Regions from separate parts of the Mus musculus genome. Here all the other regions are linked to region 3. The links are chromatin contacts, called in public ChIA-PET and promoter capture Hi-C maps. All regions are on one chromosome and are shown on one strand. Each heading gives the region's core, a stretch centred on a gene start, on an enhancer-like site or on the middle of the called end of the contact. The rest is flanking DNA. Distances are from core to core; before and after follow the strand shown.

Region 1 (2,700 bases), core at 169-2,668, 800 kb before region 3:
AACAGAGACATCAAAGCTCCACAAAGAAACTGAACATCAACCAGGCAGTGGAAGGTGAGAATCATTCGCTAGCACAAATGACTTGCTATGTAAGCAATGAGGCGTCTCATCAAGCACGCTCATTCACAAAAGAAGGCATTAATTCAAAACATCCTTGGGCCGGAAAGAGAAAAAAGTTGAAAGACGTCTGTTCTTATAGTTAAGAATGCATTGCTGAGTAAATCTGTGTAACTGTTAAGTTCAGTTAATATATTCCCCTAGGGCCTTGAGGAGTAGATTCGGAATGCAGTGTCTATTCAAACATGAAAAGTCCTCTGAAAACGCACAGTCCTGGTAAATAAATAACACATGCTAACTGAACAAGGCCCCATAAAACTGGTGAAATATTTAACAGTATCAAATATTTACAACGATGGGCTGCATACCTACTCTGCCTCCTTTTCCTCTCGATTCATTGTTTAGAAACAAAAACTTAAGAACAGTGTAATGAACAGAAACCGGGTCTTTCAAGAGATTTACAATAGAACGGTTTGTTTTAATCCTCTTATCGGCCTCTCCTCCAATTATGCAATCATTCCAGAGCCAAAAGATCACAGGGCTCTTTCCCTTGACACGGGGGACACTGAGAAGTGTCTAAACAGGTAGGCTGGGAACAGGCAACATTTCCTTGAAACTAAAGTGCCTCTGGGGCACCAGCTCTAACTCGGAGGAGAGTGCGCCAGCCAGCCATTACGGATCGATGTTTTAATCCCCAACAACTGGCAACTCTTCGCGTGCTGCAGCGTCCACCCGGCACCATCCTCTCCCCAGCCTCGCTATTCCGCGGGCGGCGGGGGGCGAGCGGCCCACGCAGGGGGAACCGCTGTTCTCCCACTCCCGGGGTCCCGATTCCCGAAGTCAGGCTGGGCCGAGCGCGGCGGGGGAGACCCCGGGAACCGGCGACCCCCGCACATCCCCGGCCAACCGCGCCGCCCGCGACTTAAGCAACTCCGCGACCGAGGCCGCGCGGGCCGCCAGGTGAGCGCCGGAGCCGCCGCCCTTCGGGTCCCCGGGGCTCCGCAGCGGGCGGGCGGACGGGCGGACGGGCGGGCGCGATCCGCGCCCTCCCCGCCGCCTCCTGCACCTGCCCGGCCGCGCTCCGGGCCGGCGGGACAAGGGCGCGAGGCGAGGCGCCGAGGGGGCGGTGCTCACACCGCCCGCCTCTCCCTCCCGCCGCCGCACTCACCTGCCGGATCCGCCGCGGCCGCCGCCCGCGCTCGGCAGCGCTCGCAGAGCCGCAGGGTGCGCGTGCCCAGCTCGGGAGACGCGGAGGACGGCGGCGGACAGACGCCGCTCCACTCCGCCGCGGCTGGCGCTCTCTGCGATGGGAGCCGAGGGAGGGAGAGCCGACTGCGCCTGCGCCGAGCGCCGGGCGGAGAAGCGGCCGCCCCTCCCCCTCCCCCGCCCCCGCCCCGGGAGAGAGGGCGGGACTAGAGGCGGGACCGGGAGGGAGTGGCGAGGGGGACTCGCGCGCTGCGGCGCCCCCTGGCGACAGGAGGGGCTCGGTGCAGGCTAATCCACGCGCGGAGTCCAGGGTCCCTCTACAGCGGTTTCCCTGGGAACCACTCTGGCTGGAAATCCTGTGGCTGCCTTTGGAGGATGTGAACTCTCCTGGGATGGTAAGAGGCTTTGGACTGTGTATTGAGGACAAGCAGAACCGACCTGAAATTCCGCGTCTGTGGATACCTGAAGCTGGAGTAGGAGGTTAGGGGCCCGGGGAGGGGGGGGGGGGGGGGATGGGATGGGCGGGGAGCTGGTAAACCCAGATCCTTCCACTTTCAGTTTCCAAAGACCGTCTCTCATCTTTTACAGGAACTATATCTATTGTTTTGTTTTGTTTTGTTTTGCTTATCAAACTTCCATCCCACATTCGGGCTTCCAAGTTGGAAAACAAAAAACAAAGTACAGACAGAATCAAGCCCTGAAAATCAAACTCAGGGATGGGGGGTGGGAGGGAGCAGTCATCCTCGGTATTTCCGCCAATGTTTGTGATACTCAGAGGCAGGGGCTGCCATTCTGTTGAGTACATCAAGGAGGTGGTAATAAAAAGGAAGCTATGTGTGTGGTCCCTGTGATCAGCCACCTACTGACCTCTGTGACCTTAGGCGAGTTCATCTGCAATATCGCCAATCTTCTCACTGATAATTGGAAATAAGAATGTCTACCTCATCAAGGTTTTGAGAGTTAAGTGGTTTAATATATGTAATTAGTGTACCTCACCACATTCTGTGACACAGTGAGTCATACAGAAACACACATGTGTACACACACACACACCTCTACAAAAAATTCCTACCATCCAAAGACTCAAACAAAAGGAGACAAGTTTACTATTAAGAGAAAACTTTATGGGCTCCCTGTTTTACACATTTTTTTTCTAAAGAGATGTTCACACACACACACTTTTTGTTTTGTCTTGGTTTTCGAGACAGGGTTGGCCTCGAACTCAGAAATCTGCTGCCTCTGCCTCCCAAGTGCTGAGATTAAAGGCATGCACCACCACTGTCCGGCTCACACACACATCTTTTATCATATGGAATTGGTAATTACTTAACCCATGCTCCAGTTTCTTTGTAAACCATTCCCTGATGCTCGCCTGCCTCCCAACCCTAACTCCTTACCTGTGATCCCAGAACACTGTATTTCAGTGGTTCTCAACCT
Region 2 (2,700 bases), core at 34-2,533, 790 kb after region 3:
ATAATTTTTATGTTCATTAAAAATGAAAGAAAAATTTGCACACTAATGAATAGATTAGTTGTATATTTTATAATAAGAAATCTTGGCTGAATACTTGATCCTGCAGGGCACAGAGGATATTCAATGTTTTTCAGAGTGGAATCATATTTAGATTTTATAGCAGTTAGTACAGAGAACACTGCTTTGTATAAATGCTAAGTACAAAATAGCAGAGGCATATCTGGGGTCCCTTCAGAAACGGTTGGAAATTCTCTCTTAATCAGAGTCAAAATTCATTTAATTGCTTTTAAAAATTGAAATTTACATAGCATTTTTAAAAATGAAACATTTGAACACAATAAATAAAACCCAATGACACTCAAATTTGATACTGATATGTTGAAGAAATTAATACTGATATATTAAAAGTCTTGTTTTCTCTAAATCATAATTTTCTTAAGTACTAAGTTTCTATGAGAACTGTATAAGTATGTATAATAAAAAATACTGGAATTTATTTTATTACCTTTGGGTAATTTGGAGACAAGGGTCTGTTTGGATTCATAAAGCTATTACCTCATACCATTATTAGGTTAAGAACCTATGTCAAGACAGCTCATAGGCCCTAGTAATAAACCTACTACTACTACTACTACTCCTACTACTAATACTACTACTACTATATTGCCAAGTGGACATAGTATTAAACTGAGTATTAATGACTTCTTATTAAACCCATAGATCAATAAGTCTTGATCAGCCCTCATCTGAAGAGCTTCTCCTTGTATACGTCGTGAGTAACACAGTGACCCACAAATGCCCAAAGCACAGATAATGGGGACTATAAAATGCTCAGCCCTAAAGGAGTTGGATAAGGGGGTTGAATATGATCGACTATGACACTGAAACTGTCAAAGAACTAATAAAAAAAACAACAAAATACACATCGGGAGGGGGCCTTTTAGCTTCGAGAAGCAGATGCTGGTAGAAAAGGAGGTAGCCCCTGTCATGGTTACACTACCCAAAATCTTTCCTGGGCAGAAGTGTTGCCACTACTGAGTCTTATAGACTAGGACCACAGTCTCCTGTTCAGCCATCCACAGGCTCTGAGTCAATCCCAGGCACCACGGTGGTGGGAGCGCTCACACCTGCATTGAGGAGGCCGCGCCATTCAAGTTTTCTCCTTCCATAGTTTCTTTGCATCTTGTTTTCATCTAGTTTGTCTGCTTGGCCGTTCATAGTTCCTTCCTTTCCCCCAAGAGAGCTCTGAAGAAACCAAAACCCCAGATACCACAGAAAGAGCAAAGCTCTTGTTGTTTATAGGCAACGCAGGCTGCTTTTCCTTCTGTGTTTGATGACAGAGCCCTCCCCACCCTCTGCGCATCCTGATTGTCTTTCTTTACTGGAAAGGCCCCCATGCTTGGGCTATTTTATGCATACGACAAGATGGCAGCAGGTATGCTCAGTGGTATCTAAATGTACATCAGTTACATTAGCTGAATCCGAGTTCACAGAACCAGAGCAGCTGGACCTGTGCAGGGTCTCCATTCCATTAACGCAGGTGGGACCAGCAATTTTGACATGATTCCCCATGAAATCTCCTTAGGAGAAACGAAACTATACAAACTCCCCTTTATTCTTCTCCCTCTGGTAAAAGGAGAACTGTAGGCAGTAGCTGTAAGAGAAGGGAAGGGAAGGTTGCCTCATTGTTGATTAGGTCAATAAAGACGGCAGAAACCAGTGGCTGGGTGAAGCATAAGGCAGGACTTCCAGGCTGGACAGGAAGAGATAGGGATGCAGGGAGTTTGGATCAGACTGTGGAGCAGAGAGCAGACATGCAACTCTTGGGGACTGATAGTTTGTGGCCTCTGCCATGAGGGGAGGTCAAGGAGGATAAGGCAGGATATTTTCACCCAGCCTTTGAGTTGTCTAGTCAGTTCCAAAATATAAAAGCCTCTAGTGGTTTCCTTTCACAGGGCTAAAGGGAGCTAGGTGAGATGGCCATTGCAGCACCTGGCAAGGAGGAATGGGCAGAGCTCTTGGGAGTACAGGCAGCAGTGGTACTCAGAGCATAGCAGGGGATCTTGGGAAAGCACTAGCTAGCCATGGTGGCTGACTAGATGGCCGGTGAGCAGCGGCTAGTCCCAGAGCCTAGCTGGAGCAAGCATGTCTTTAAAATTATGTGCAACAAGTATCTCCCTGGTCCTTTCTCATCTTCAATTGCCACTTCTCTGTTGTGTCTAATCTACTCACACCCTTCCCTTCATACACGACTCTCACGGTACCGAACTTAGAGTAACTCAAGAATGCTGGTGGGATTGGGAAGGCCCATTGTGTGTGGGTCAAAGCATAAGGATGCGTTATTGACAAACCCATCCATCCAGTCGTGGCAGGAGAATGAAAGCGGCTTCCCTTACTAGCCAATTTATCAGGTCCTTATCACGAAGATGGAAACAAGAGTGTTGGAGAGAATGAATAGAGACAGTCGATGGTGTGTGTGTGTGTGTGTGTGTGTGTGTGCGTGTGTGTGTGTGTATGTGTGTGTTTGAGTGTAGGGGAGGGTAAATGTAGTCAAAACACATTTGCACTCATATAAAACTGTCTTTATGAAACACATCGCTATTTTTAGGTCCTCAGTTAAACTGACACTTGACATGTAGAGTAAAAAACTTAGCAAGAAACAAAACCAAAACAACCCGAGCTTTCAGTCTAGAGACCAGA
Region 3 (2,700 bases), core at 87-2,586:
TGAGATTAAATTCAAGAATGATGTCTTACAACACTAAGGAAACATAACAGTGGGGCTGGGGTGGGGGAGCACTGTAAGTTTTCTTTGGGGAAAACTGCCAATCCTTCTCTACAGAGATTCACATACAACTCTACATCTGGAAGAAAATATGAATCCGTGCGTTGTGCTTTGTAAGGAAACAGGACACACATTTACAGGGAATAAAATAATCCCCCAAACCAGTACTTAACACATAAGCATAAACAAGGAAGGAGGAAAGCATTATGACTGGAAAAACGAAAAAACCACTAAGTGCTAATGTTATTTTAACGAATCTCCTTTTATGTAAACACAAGGCACCCCAGCAGTGTGCCACTGAAGGTGTATTCCGAGGTATTTTATGCTAAACCATTTCATGTTTATCACTTCTGGTTCGATTTCCTGGGGATATTCTTTTCTTTCCAGGTTGAGCTTTCGCAGATATCCTGACACACTGAACTGTTCCATTAAGGCAGCTCTCTCCCTCATCAATCCCAGCAGTTAAAGATTTCTATCAGGAACACACCCATTTACTAAATAGCAGCGGAGTGTCGAGATGGCCTTTTCCACCCCTCCCCAAACAAGCTTCTTATAAGGGCCTGGCTCGTGTGTGGAGTAAAGATTATGGGAATGGGCTTCCGTCGTGCCAGGCTATAAGCAAGGTGTATTCAGTTTTCCCGGGGAGAAAGGCAGCCAGGTAGCTGGGCAGGGACAGGCTCGCGCAGCGGCAGCGGCAGCTACTCACCAGCGTGAGCTGTATTCTGACGGAGAATCTCTTCTGGTACCAGAAGGTTTGGATGGCTATGATCACCGGCGTGGTCATGGCCTTGGCCAGCTGATAGGTGCCTATGGTGTTGTTCTGCAGAGAAAGGTTGGTGAAGACCACAAAGCCACAGAAGCTGAGGGCCAGGAGGAGGAGCTTGGAGAGCGGCAGACTTTTGGGGGCAAAGATGTTCAGTTTCTGGCAGATGTACAAGCCCAGCCAGGTGACCACGAAGTGCACCAGGGTCAGGCTCATGTTGGGGAAGCCGTGGTGTACATAGATCCATTTGTTGAGGAACACGATGCAGATGGACACCAGCAGGTTGAACAGGAGCCCGGCGGCGATGCGCCCGTTGCCCCGGACCCGGTCCGCCAGCGATGCCATGATGCCCGCCGGCTGCGGAGCAGCGTCCTCGGCCGAGCCCGGGCTGTCCAGCCTCCCCGCGGGGCGCTCGGACGCTCTCCCGCTGTCCCGGCTCTCCGCCGCCGCGCGCCCGCAGCCGCCCGCTCCACGGTCCGGCCGGAGACAGGCATGCGCCAGCCGGGTCCCGGTCGCTGCGCCGCGAGGTAATAGGCCGCCGCCCTCCGAGCGGGTCCGCCACGGCTCCTCCCAGCCCCGCCCCCGCGCAGCCACGTGATTCCGCCGCGCAGGCGCGCTCGGCGCTCCGCTGGGTTGCTTAACTCGGCTGGAGGGAAGCCCTTGGCTCCCAGGGAAGATTAGTTTCTGTGGCCGATTCCCCGACTTACTGGGAGGCGCAGATTCCCCGCCAGTTTTACTCTCCACGTTGCTGAGCTGTTTTAATCCTCTGAAGGGGGGCAGAGCATTACTTACTGAAAGCATATTTTAAAATATCTTTAAAAGTCTAAACAGGCCGGGCGGTGGTGGCGCACGCCTTTAATTCCAGCACTCAGGAGGCAGAGGCAGGCGGATTTCTGAGTTCGAGGCCAGCCTGGTCTACAGAGTGAGTTCCAGGACAGCCAGGGCTATACAGAGAAACCCTGTCTCGAAAAACCAAAAATAACCGTCTAAACAGGTAAGAGTGGATGGACAACTAACTGTCGTCTACTGTAGATTTAAACATATTTTGGCGTATTTGCCTCGAAAAACTTTAAACCACAGAATTTTTTACCCACGAAGTTTTTTTTTTTTTTTAGTAAAACCTAAGAAGCAAGTACATTTACCTGTATGCCCAAGATATTAATTGCACTTCTAAGAGGCATATTATAGTAGCAAGCATGCAGTCCAGTTTCAAAGTTACAGAGCTGGAGAGGAAGTGAAAAATTATATATTTTTGGTTTTGTTTTTCGAGGCCGAGAACTCATTCAGGCTAGACTCGATCTCAATATTCACTTTTATTCACACTGTTACAATATGAGAGTGGTATTTCTCATCTGCAAACGTCAAATACCAACTCAAAGTCTGTCCACACTGATTGAAAACGTGGACCCCCCACTTTTACAATGTTACAGGGATTAAATAGAGCAGACTTGGAAGTCTCTACAGAGCTAAGGATGACACAGAACGGATCTCCCTGCTTCCACCCATTGAAGTGTCACATGCCTTGCAACTAATGTGTAGTTTTAAGTTTTGGACACTATTTCATAGGTTTTTATGATCTGTTTGCTTATGTCTCTGCCCGTTTTCTCCAGGATACCGTTTTTTTCTAATTGGCACTGAAAAGAAGGTCTTTGCATCAGAGGCACAAGAGACTCTTTGATGAATTTTCCACAGTTAATTACGTGTGTGTGTGTGTGTGTGTGTGTGTGTGTGTGTGTGTGTGTGTGTGTGTGTGTATGGGTGCCTGTGTGACGGTCAGAGGATAACTCGGAGTCAGTTCTCTCCGTCCACCAGATGGACTGAATTCATGCTGTAGGGTTTGGGAAGCAAGCACCTTTACCAGATGCCGTCATATCAGCTAC

What was found. Promoter capture Hi-C pulls out the DNA fragments that hold promoters and counts their contacts. ChIA-PET counts read pairs in DNA pulled down with a chosen protein or histone mark.
Region 1: a contact with region 3 is called in a promoter capture Hi-C map of 3T3-L1-derived adipocytes, with 2.0 times the contacts expected there. The contact joins the promoter of Rab3ip here to the promoter of Slc35e3 in region 3. A contact is called at or near these places in 4 of 39 promoter capture datasets (the 3T3-L1 cell line, 3T3-L1-derived adipocytes, liver and 1 more).
Region 2: a contact with region 3 is called in an RNA polymerase II ChIA-PET map of memory CD8 T cells, with 5 read pairs. The contact joins the enhancer-like site here to the promoter of Slc35e3 in region 3. A contact is called at or near these places in 1 of 39 promoter capture datasets (hippocampal neurons), 1 of 484 Hi-C or Micro-C datasets (cerebral cortex), 2 of 115 datasets of contacts at active chromatin or transcription factors (large pre-B cells and memory CD8 T cells) and 1 of 9 other capture datasets (embryonic stem cells).

Annotation. Positions count from the first base shown.
Region 1 is chr10:116,949,035-116,951,734 of GRCm38.p6, forward strand. It overlaps Rab3ip (RAB3A interacting protein), which reads right to left and starts at 1,419. Exons shown (of 11, transcript NM_001359645.1): 1 at 1,226-1,419. It overlaps 4933412E12Rik (RIKEN cDNA 4933412E12 gene), which reads left to right and starts at 1,528. Exons shown (of 3, transcript NR_038026.1): 1 at 1,528-1,658.
Region 2 is chr10:118,533,013-118,535,712 of GRCm38.p6, forward strand. All of the region lies in intron 1 of Ifngas1 (Ifng antisense RNA 1), which reads right to left. Among named protein-coding and RNA genes, the nearest start is that of Ifngas1, 22 kb to the right of the region's middle. Within about 2 kb of position 1,284, at least 4 of the 459 cell types and tissues checked have an H3K27ac peak or open chromatin away from gene starts, as enhancers often do. A contact at or near this core is called in memory CD8 T cells, where this site is marked.
Region 3 is chr10:117,745,022-117,747,721 of GRCm38.p6, forward strand. It overlaps Slc35e3 (solute carrier family 35, member E3), which reads right to left and starts at 1,337. Exons shown (of 5, transcript NM_029875.2): 1 at 764-1,337. The coding sequence starts at 1,165.